2 separate regions of the Rattus norvegicus genome follow, and region 1 is linked to region 2. A link is a contact called in public Hi-C data. All regions are on one chromosome and are shown on one strand. The core of a region is the stretch at or near the end of the contact, and the rest is flanking DNA. Distances in the headings are between cores, read along the strand shown.

What was found. A called contact is a pair of places that touch in the nucleus more often than the background predicts.
Region 1: a Hi-C map of the Rat2 cell line shows a contact between it and region 2, with 5 times the contacts expected there. The contact joins two enhancer-like sites.

What each region holds. Positions count from the first base shown.
Region 1 is chr5:78,966,627-78,972,370 of GRCr8, reverse strand. It overlaps Susd1 (sushi domain containing 1), which reads left to right. Exons shown (of 15, transcript NM_001427255.1): 11 at 1,265-1,361; 12 at 4,438-4,696. Among named protein-coding and RNA genes, the nearest start is that of Susd1, 100 kb to the left of the region's middle. Within about 2 kb of position 2,375, at least 31 of the 93 cell types and tissues checked have an H3K27ac peak or open chromatin away from gene starts, as enhancers often do.
Region 2 is chr5:78,861,556-78,866,990 of GRCr8, reverse strand. No RefSeq gene overlaps it. Among named protein-coding and RNA genes, the nearest start is that of Ugcg, 36 kb to the right of the region's middle. Within about 2 kb of position 4,135, at least 15 of the 93 cell types and tissues checked have an H3K27ac peak or open chromatin away from gene starts, as enhancers often do.

The DNA.
Region 1 (5,744 bases), core at 1,126-3,625, 110 kb before region 2:
CATACATGTTGCCCACCCAGTAGCTTTGCTAGGGAGATCCGCTAAGGTGAGACAGAGAATGATACATCTATCATGAAAACCAGTGCCCAGTCTGTCCTTGCTGCCCACGGGCAGACTGGCAGCTGGAGCACAGACATCAGGATGTGACCACCAATGCTGTATAGCGCTGGGGTCAGCTTGTCAGAGTATTTTTCTCTCAGTGAACAACTGGGGGATCTGGTTACCAAGGCCTGGGAAGCAGGGAGGGGGGCAACACAAAAAACACTGTGTCTACGAGGGATCTAGACTTCTGACATGCTGGTCTTCTGTGCTGTGAGAGTCCTCTTTTTGTTGTAATAAAATGTGCAAAGCTGGAAATAGAAAGGGATTTCTTTAGCTCACACTTTAGGATGCTAAAAGTTCAAGGTGGGGCTGCTCCGTGAGTTTGGCCCCAGGTGAGGGCTCCTTGGAGGATGACTTCATAATGGATTGTTTAAGGAAGTGTCCATGTGCCTTAGCAGTAAGCACAAGCAGGTGGGTCCAGTTTTGTTCCTTTTATGACAACTCTTTTGGGAGCCAACTCACTCCTTGAAACCGGCATCAGTCCTTCCCAGAAGCATCACCCTCAGTGACCAATTAGGCCTTCCACCAGACTCTGCATCTAAAAGGCTCCTCTTATATCATCACTTTGGGAGCAAAGCTTCCAATGCCTGAAGTTTTGGGGAGACACCCTTAAGCCATCTCGAAACCACGGCACCTACCAAATAAGATTTTGTCTAGCAAACATCCAAACCCGTGGTTGATGTAGCAAACACCAACACCCTGTGGGTGTTAAACCGTGGTCATTGCTTCTTTCTATTATGAAAAAACATATAGCCTAAAATGTAACAACAGTAACCATTTTTAAATAGATGCTGTGTTAGTGTTGGGACAGTCACCATGTCTCACAAGTACCACCAGTTTCCTAAACGGTTTATCACTTCACACACAACCTTTGAGCTTTAAGCAATGAACTCAGTTCCTTGCCACACCCCTCGGCTCTGTGAATTTGACTAATTTAAACGTTTCAAGTGAATTCATACATTGCAACATTTAGATAGATAGATAGACAGATAGATAGACAGACAGACAGACATAGACAGACACAGACATAGACATAGACATAGATTCCAGTTTCTAGGTTAAAAACTTTCATGGCATCCTGGAGGACCACTTCCTTTGTGCTTTTTACTTGATCTGACCACCCGCCCCATCCCCCATGTTTTCTCCTTCTTAATGTTTCCAGAGCCCCCCCTTCCAGAAGTAGACTTTTTCACTGTGCGTGGAAGGCTTCTACCAAGCTTCAGGCTTCGGAAAGCCAAGGAGATAAATGGACCTATCAGGTGAGTACCTGTCTTTCTCCACACAGTGGTCCCACTGTGTGAGCAGGATGGCTTCTCTGTGGGTGGCTGAACTTGGGTAGCTGGATCAATACAATGGGGCCTCTTGCTTTGTTTCCTTGTGCACATAGTAGGCTTGTCATCTCAGGAACTCCCTTCCCAATGAAAAGCAAGACCTATCAGGGACCAGAGGCAAGCATTTGGGCCACACGGCCCCTTGCATCCACTTCCCACGGCACAACCTTTAACGATGGAGGGTCACAAGGGTTGTCTCCTTTCCCAGAGACAGTGTCTCCTTCTTATGTCAGGCTGAAATTGGGGTGTGTTTGTAGTAGTGGCTTCAGAAAAGGTCATTGGGAGAACTTTTTATCTGTTCACATATTGAATTATATAGGCACAACACTATGTAGTGAGTGACCAGCTGGGATTCCAAATGGCGTTAAGAGGGGATTTATTTACCTCTGTTGGAGGACTACATTGCACTCAGTTTTGCATTCTGTTTAAAAAGGTCGTGGAGAGTTAGGGAAGTTCAGACAGTCCCCCTTCTCAGACAGGAAGGTTAGCATTGGCCTGCAGGTGGGAGCCGAGGCACTAGGGAGTCAAGGAATTGAGGTGTGCACGGCCTGACCTTCATGTCCCTCCAGAGTAATGGCCCCTTTAGTGCAATCAAGATAAAAATAAATTCGAGATATTCTAAAAGAATGAAAGGCAAGTCTGGAGATAGTGTGAATATCCATCTGCTGTAGAACAGGCTGCCCTGCTTTCAGACTGGGCTAAGCTCAAGTCTTCGGGACAGACTTAGGGGCCTCCGCAGCTGTTTCTTGAAAGTTCTGCAATCCTGTTGCTGTAAGGGGGCAGAAGCCTGGCATCATGGCCTGAATGAGTTTACAAGAGCAGATGTGAAACCTAAGCCAAACCATTGCATAATTACGGCACAAAAGAGAAACAAAGTGATAGCCTACGCCGGGTGGCAGTGTATCGTGGATGGTTCCAAAACAGGAAGTGGCGACCTGTGAGTCATGCGGGGAGGGCAGTGGAAGTGGGGAGAAGTCCTTGCCGACTGGCCCCGTGGACAGGTTCCAACCCACTGCAACTGCCTCCTTCATGTCACCAGGGTTATTTACCAGGAGGTGAGCTGTGCCCGTCTCCAGCCTGGCTGTGTGGCTTGAGCTAGAAGTAGCAGCTTTGCCAGGCCAGAGTCTGCTCTGTGTGTGAACCCTGGCCTGGAGCACACAGGGCTTAGGCAGATGGTCAGGCCTGTCCCTGGGCTCCCCGAAGGCTAATGTCTCTTACCCTTACCAGCTAACAGGCATCAGCTGGCATTATCAGCAGCTAACATTCTGACTCAAGTCCTGGAGACTTTGATCCCACAGGTTTGGGGTGGGGACCTAGGAATTTCTATATTTAACAGGCTAAATGCTTCCTGTCCCGTGACCGGTACCGATACAGGTCAGTGTACAGAATCAAAAGGGTGCAGGCGAGCCTTGAACTTGATTACTTGGAAGGGTGAGTTGGTGTGGGACTTCTTGCCCATGGCCATTGTACCTTCAAGTCCCCAGAAAAGCTGTCACAGGGGTTCCCCAAAGGCAGCTTTTTTGATGCTATTTGTTACCCTGCAGGTTTTACTTAATCCCTTTTGTTTAGAGTCCTTTTCTGAAAGTGAGCCCAGGCTCTGTGGAAATCAGGGCCCTCACCTAACATGGTTGGGGACATAACAGGTGGCTGGAGACTTTCTAAATACAACAGCTACTGTGGGGAGGGCTCCCCTCTCCTTAACCAAGTGATTCATGTGCTTTTAGGGAGCAGGAAATGGGGCATTAACAATGTGGAGCAGGAAGCCCAAAATTGGTGGTAAAATAGAATTATGTGGCCTAATGAGGTTTGGAAATCACCCTAATCACATTTGGAATTGGTCCAGGCATTTTTTTTTTCTCTATTGAAAATTCAACTCAACCGGCATTTATGGGAGTTGATCATAACTAAAGAAATGTGAAAAGGGGGCTTCATAATTAAGAACACTGGCTGCTCTTCCAGAGGACCTGGGTTCAATTCCCAGCACCCACGTAGGAGCTTAAAAATGTCTATGACTCCAGCTCCAGGGGATCCGACATACATGCAGACAATACACCAAGGCACGTAAAATAAAAATAAATACTTTAATAAAGGAAGAGATGTGAAAGGACCTGCAGATCTAAGAGGCAGTCCTGTAACCCCACCCCCGGCCCTGTTATCAAGTTCAACAGAGAGAGGACGGACATGTTCACACATTTAAGATACCAGAAGTAAATGCTGAGCCGGCAGGAATAGAAAGGGAGGCATGGCTTGACCAGACACGTCTCATTCCTCGCTGCTTCAGACTGGCCGCTTCACTTTGGTGGAAAAACGTGTGTTTCTCTGCCCCTGTTTAAGGGACATTTTCACCAGATCCATACGCTACTTTACCTTTTCGGGGCCATGTCAGTCCAGATTAACTCCCGGTGACTTTTTACTCCTGGCTGCTCACTGGTTTGGCGTGACCTTCCATGTCAGCCTCTGAACTGCGGGGAACGTAAATCATATGAGTCCTGTTTAAGTCACCACATGACTGCCTGGAGCCGCTCTTCAGACTGAGCACTTTCACTCTCGGGCACCAGCCTTCATGTGACTTTTAAACCCTCCCCAGTGCCAGGCTCTGCTGGCCCATGTGACACACTGCCGATCGGATCGACCGTGTGACAGACACAAGGCAGTGATACCCTCTCTAGTCTCTCCCAGCTAGAGAGACCCTGCTTGGCCTCCCTGTGAGGCTGGGACGTGGCTTGTCATCTGGCTGTAGGTAGATGCGGAGGCCCACGGCAGTTAGAACTGGCATGCGCTAAGTCCCATGTAGCCAGCGGGTTTTTCTCCTCTGATCCATCTGATCCGTTGTCTTTAAGGCGCTTACCGCACGCACAGTGTGAGTTCAGTAAGCTCGAACACACAGTCTTCCAAACAAGCAGCCTGACAACGTTTACGTCTGGCCAGGAGCCTGATGGTGAGCAAGACCTCCCTTCTTCACAAGGCCCCTGCCAATTTCTCTGCTTTTTCCCCCCTCTCCCAGTTCATATCAGGTGTTGGTCCTCCCCCTGTCCTTGCAAAGCACGTTTTCTTGTGATTCTGAAGGCATCACTTCATTCTTTGGCAACGCGTCTCCTGCTGATGGATATGTGGCTGCAGAAATACTGGCCAGTGATGTTCCAGATGACACATTGGAGATATCCATTGGAGACAGGCTGTACTATGGGGAATATTATAACGCACCTTTGAAGACAGTAAATGAGTATTGCATTCTATTACGGATCACAAGTGAATGGAACAAGGTATAGTTGTTTCAACGATGTTCTGGCCCCTGTATCTTCCTTTTTGTGTGAGGTTTAAATTGTTTGCATTTACCTTTCTCCCATGTTTACGATGGATGCCACGTAGAATAACCACAGAAACATGTCGTGGCTTGTGAGCACAGGCTTTCTAATGGGTAGGCAGGTAAGACCTGCATAGGTGCCAGCGCACTTCTGAGGCTGTGCTGCGTCTCTATTGCTACTGTTCTGTTTTGAGGGCTCCTCAAGATACATGAGTCCAGAATTCGACAGTCCCAGTTGGAAAGGACTTATTTAGTTCTGGCGGCTTCCTTTCTGCTCTCCTGGGGTGCTGCCTTCCCTCGTTTTCCGGGGGAACAGGAGGAGAGAGTGGCAGACGCGCTCAGACTGCCTTGTTTTTCTTAGGCCCCACCCCACTCTTCAGAAAGCTTCATCTCTACAGGCTGGGTTTCTTTCAACAATGGGAAACTGTAAGGAGCTGGACAAGCTAGGAGAATTCTAAACTTGGTGTAAAACTATGTGGGCTGGAAACCAGGAAAATTACACAAACACCAACAAGACATCTCTTGACTGATACATTGGAAGCTTGTAGCCATCTACATTGGAAGTATGTAGCCATCTTGACTGTGAGGTACTTCAGATTTAAAACAGGCACCTATTAAATTCTGCATAGGACAGAAGTTGATTTACCATTGGCATGCCGACGGCAAACCAAGGCTTACCTTTTAAGATTATGTATGAGTAGCGGAGAGGCCAAGGACTACTTTGTAACAATATTATAGGAATTATAAAGCTCAGAATACTGTTACCTCAACATTATAATGTAGTAGGCAGCCTGATGGGTGCCAGGCAGTACCACCTCACTATGTGGCCTTGCTCTGCGTTTAAAGATTAATGGTGTTCAGCACCTATTCATGTGCTTGGTGGCCTCTGTTCTTTAGGACAAGTGCCTATTCAAGTTCTTTACTAGTTTTCATCTTTGCTTTTTGTCTTTCTTGTCTTTTTTTGTTTTTGGTTCTTTTTTTCGGAGCTGGGGACTGAACCCAGGGCC
Region 2 (5,435 bases), core at 2,886-5,385:
CATCGCCACCCTATTCACAACGGCTAAAAGATGGAATGACCTAGATTCCCATCAAAAGATAAACTAAGGAAATGCACAGTACACAATGGAATTTTATTCATCTGTAAAGAAAAATGAAATTATAACAACTGGGGGAAAATGGATGGACCTGGAAATAATTACATTAACAATGTAACTCAACAAGACAAACACTGCGCGTCCCTTCTTATCAGGGTCATAGAGCCTCACATTTTTATAGTCGTTTGCTTAAACTAGAATTTTTGAAGAAATTTGGAAGTGAAAAAATCATATTTGTGTGTGTGTGTGTGTGTGTGTGTGTGTGTGTGTGTGTGTACAAGGTGGGAGTATAGTGTGTGTATGAAGTGGAAGTGTAGTGTGCGTGGTATGGAACAGGAGGGAAGAAGCTGGAGAAGGCGCAGCCATCAAGAGTTTGCTTCTCATGCAGAGGACCTAGATTTGGTTCCCAGCAGCCACATCACATGGCTCTCAACTTCAGGAGATCTGACACCCTCTTCTCATCTCTGCATGCATTGTATATACACAGTATACTTTCCTACACACACACACACACTCACACACACACACTCACATACACACACTCACACACACACACTCACATACACACACTCACAAATTAAAAATAATTTTTAAAACATTTTGAAAAGTTCCACAGAGTAATAGATTACTAAGGGTGGTAAGGGATGGGAGAGAAGGTGGAGTGTGGGGGAGGGCGAACCAGAACTAAGTATATAAACAATTACATGGAAGCCACTGCTTTACAACCTCATTAAAATATATTAAAAAAAAGACTTTGAACGTAAGTCCCATGTTGATCCCAGAAGGCTTGGGTCATCGAACAAAACTCCCAGTACTGGGTATGAGGGAACGTCCCTGGGAGTCATTGAGCAAGAAGGCTCTATAGCAATCCAAAACTCTACAGGTTATGGCTGTTGCTTGTGGTTAATGGGATGATAAAACCCTATAGCTGAAACCTTATAGCTGAAGACACTGTATGTTGGTTGCAGAATACAGAGAAATCGTGCTGTGATTGACCCAGGAACTTCTCCACTGTCTAGCACTCATAATGCTAACAGTTGCTATGTAGCAGCTGGCGCAGTAAAGCCACCGGCAAATCTTCCTCAGCTTTAGACTTTGCATGTTACTATAGCAACTTGCCAGGCAAGGAGGTGCCTATTAGTGCAGCATTGGCACAACTGTTGGGTTATAGCCAACAGATTTCTGATCAGCTCCATGGAAGAGTTTATTTGTGTCAACTGTGGACATAGTCATAAAGGCCCATGCTTGAGGAAGTCATAGCCCACTAGGGATAAACCAAGTACTTTCGTCATGCTAATTGGACATATTGTCAACTTGCCTCTTAAATATTTGTTTATACCCATAGACTAGCTCTGTCTTCAACCTTGACCAAAGAAGCTTCTCTTTCACAGGAAACAGAGATTAAGGCTGAGTCTCGTGCCTGTGTGTCAGGGTACTGAGGACAAATTACTGTTGAGTGCTAATATTAAATGAGTACCCATATCATTTCCTCTGAGCTTCAGAAACATCCCAGGAGATGGGGCAGAAAGACTGTAAGAGCAGAATGATAGGGAAGAGAGGGCCAGAATGCTATCTCATGGGAATGACCTGGCCATGACACTCAGGAACTCACATCAGATACAGTGGCTTGCATAAGACAAACCATAAGTCATAGGTGGAGGGAGGCGCTTGTGGGCCCTACCTTGCCCAGGGGTGCTACTGGCTATCAAAGCTGCTGTAAGAAAGGAAGTCATTCTCTTTGGTGTGGTAGTCATGTTTCACGGAATAGCGCCCTATCCATGCCTGCACAAGTAGCCTTGGTGAAATCCAGTGGCTCACAAAGCAAAAGCAAAGTCAACACCAAAGACAGGAAAGACTGGTGGGGACTTGGGAGGGAGAGGGAGGAGTGGGGATGGAAAGGACAGAGAATGAAGGGGAGCAAGAGGTATCATGTATGGAATTGCTGAAGAATGACTCAGCCAGTTGTAGCCAAACAGATAAAGAGGGAGGGCTATGGGGCCAAGGTTCTCGATCACTGAAAAACACTATGGCTTGTGCCTGTGATTTTCCTCTCAGACCAAAGAATCGAAGAGCACATGATTGCCAACCTGTAGGACAGACGCATCTGTGACCAGAAAAGACAATATTCAAAGAGGACGTAGAGATGCTGCATGTGCCTCTCATGAAGAGACAGCTAAGGCTGACTTTTGAAATGGATAAAATATTAACTAGTTACTAGCGATCAAGGAAGCAGGAAAGTATGGAGGTGTAAGGCCCAGGCATATTCACAGATAAATATCTGCAAACTTTTAAGGAGCAGAGGAGAGCTGGTTTCTTTCCTTTCTTTTTTTTTTTATTTTTTTCTTTCTTTTGTTGTTATTTTTTGAGGCATGTCTTCTCTTTCTGAGCCCTGGCTGTCCTGGACTTGCTTTGTAGACCAGGCTGGCTTCGAACTCTCAGAGATCCACCTGCCTCTGCCTCCCAAGTGCGGAGACTAAAGACGTGTGCACCACGCCCAACTCTTACTTGTTGTTGCTGTCTTTATTTTCCGGTTTTGAGACATGGTTGGGTCTCTCTACATCAGTGGTTCCCAACCTTCCCAATGCCGAGACTCTAACACAGCTCCTCACGTTGTGACTCCCAACCATAACATTATTCTCTTTGCTAGTTGATAACTGTAAACTTTCTACTGTTATAAATAGCAATGTAAATTTCTGTTTTCTGGTGTCTTAGGCAACCCCTGTGCGAGTGTCGTTCAACCCTCAAAGGGGTTCATGGCTTACAGCAGTAGAACTACTGCGCTACATAGCCCAGGCTATCCTAGACCTCACTATGTAGACCAAGCTGGCCTCAAACGTGGAAGTCTGACTGCCTCTGCCTCTCAAGCACTGGGATTAAAGGTGTGTGCTACCAAGCCCAGCTGCTGTGTTTGTTGTTGTTGTTGTTTTGTTTTTTTATCTCTAGCAAAGACTGCACAGTCAGCACAGCACACCTCAGGAGCCCATCAGGTAACACTAGTAAACAAAGTTCGGTGGCGACAGAGAGAACAGCACCAATGGCATTTATCTCAGAACGGAAAATAGAACATGAAAAGGCTCTTACTTGAAAGTCAAAAGTGGGAGAAAAAAGGAGGGGGGAAGAAATCACATTTGGGGGAAAAAGATTTTTGATCCAGATGACCTTCAGGGGCCACTCTTATAAATATTAATCCTTTCCATTCCTATCCTATGTTGCCTTGGAGAAGCATTACCCTAAATAGAGAGTTTGGAAGAGTTTGGTTGCAAAACCTGTTTTTATGGTTAAAATGAAAAGTCATGTAAAGTAACTCAGGAGGCAGGGGCAAGCTAATCTCTGAGAGTTCGAGGCCAGCTTGGTCTACACAGTGACTTTCAAGACAGCCAGGGCTATGTAGAGAAACCCTGTCTCAGCTCCCTGCCCTTGCAAAGAAATCATTTAGATAAGGTTAAGAAATTTCTGTATGGGGGTTGGGGATTTAGCTCAGTGGTAGAGCGCTTGCCTAGCAAGCACAAGGCCCTGGGTTCGGTCCCCAGTTCCAAAAAAAAAAAAAAAAAAAAAAAGAAATTTCTGTATGATTTTATTAAGGCACGGTCTTGTTGTAGAGCCCAGGCTGGCCTTGAACTTACTCTATTGCCAGAAATCCTCCTGCTCCAGTTTTCCATACTGCTGTGGTATTATTGCCATATACTGCTACTATATTCTCAAGAAATGGGTGACATTTCAGTGACTCACAATTGGGTATGCAAAAGTGAAACCTGATCGTTTAAAAACCTCAATGTTTAAACAATGAGGTCAGAAAGAAGCCAAAACCTGACATTAACCTGACATTAGGCCAATGCAATCCAAGTAGGCAATAAGCCACAAAAGCTCAGAGAAGCAGGTGACACAAGGGAGAAGCACTGTTGTGGCCAGGGCTGGTGTGTGTGTGTGTGTGTGTGTGTGTGTGTGTGTGTGTGTGTGTGTGTGTATGTGTGCGTGTAGGGAATTCTCCTTGAGAATTCAAGTCAGAATCTTTGGTATCACCCAGTGTTGCTGGAACTCTGGGTGGAAAATGTGTCACAGCAAATTCTGAATGCATGTGTCATGACTTTCGTCTTTTTCATGCCCTCCTAAGCCCAGATGTTTCACTTCTGTGGCTCTGCCCTGCCGGATTTGCTCCCTGGAGATGCCTTTCTTTGCAAGTTTCTCTAGCAAAAGAGGCAAAGAGGTATCCATCGTCAGGAGGCAGAGTCAGCTTTTAGCTCTGAAAACTCCCCTTCCTTCTCTTATGAAATATGTATTAGGAAAAAGCCTAACACAAGGATGTTACACATGGAAATCCCACCCTCATTATGTGAGGCAACTCACCATGCATGGGGATCCAGCCACACTGGGGATAGTACCTGCCCCCGACCTCACTGACCTTGTCCCATTTGATTGTCCATGACACCCCCTACCCCAAGCCTGTCCTTCTAAAATCTCCTTCTGAGATACTCCTGTGAGAATTTCATTCTTATTCGGAAAGAGAAAGAAATGAACCATCACTGCACTTTGTATATAGTATCTAATGATCTCAGCCCGGGGAGGACCTCAGTGTCCATCATTGTATTGATAAATTGCGTTTCAGATCGCTTAAGGAAGCTGACCACAGTCCCAGGCTCACCAAGGAGTCCACATAGCCTCAGGGTTGGAAGCTTATCTTGAATTTTGTAAATTATTTTACACGTAAAGCTGTTTTGCCTGCATGCATATCTGATTTCAGAGGCCAGGAGAGGATGTCAGATTCCCAGGAATTGGAGTTAAAGATGGTTGTGAGCAAACTACATGGGTGCTAGGAAGGTCCTCTGGAAGAGAAGTCAGTGAGTTCAATGGCTGAGCCATCTCGCTAATCCTTTAATTCATTCTTTAGGTATAAATAGCTCCCAAAGCTTCTGTCCTTAGCTTTCTGTTGGCCCTCTATTATGACATGAGCTCTACCGAAATGGCCCTCAAATCTCTTCCACTTCAAGTGTGCAAAAGTAGAATCTTGCTACATAGCCCAGTCCATCATCTTGGCTAACCCTACTCCCTTCCCATGCTCTGGTGTTTGCGGCAGGATCAACTGGACTCTCCACGGTGTTGTCTGTTGCTCTGGCTGTCGGATGTAATCCTGAGAAGAGGTACCAAGTCCCAGGATTTGTGATTAGACACACAGCTCACATAATTAATGGGAGGTGTGTTCTTCAGGGAAGGCTGGTACACAGATCCTCAACCCTTCCGAGGAAGGACACCCCTAAATTGGTTAAGTCACATAATTATATCTTCATGCTATTAACACGGATGTCTTGGTGACTCACAGTCTAAACGGCATAACCACATGAAAACATCCCCCAGATACCTAGACTCTGCCAGCCTCTCCCAGA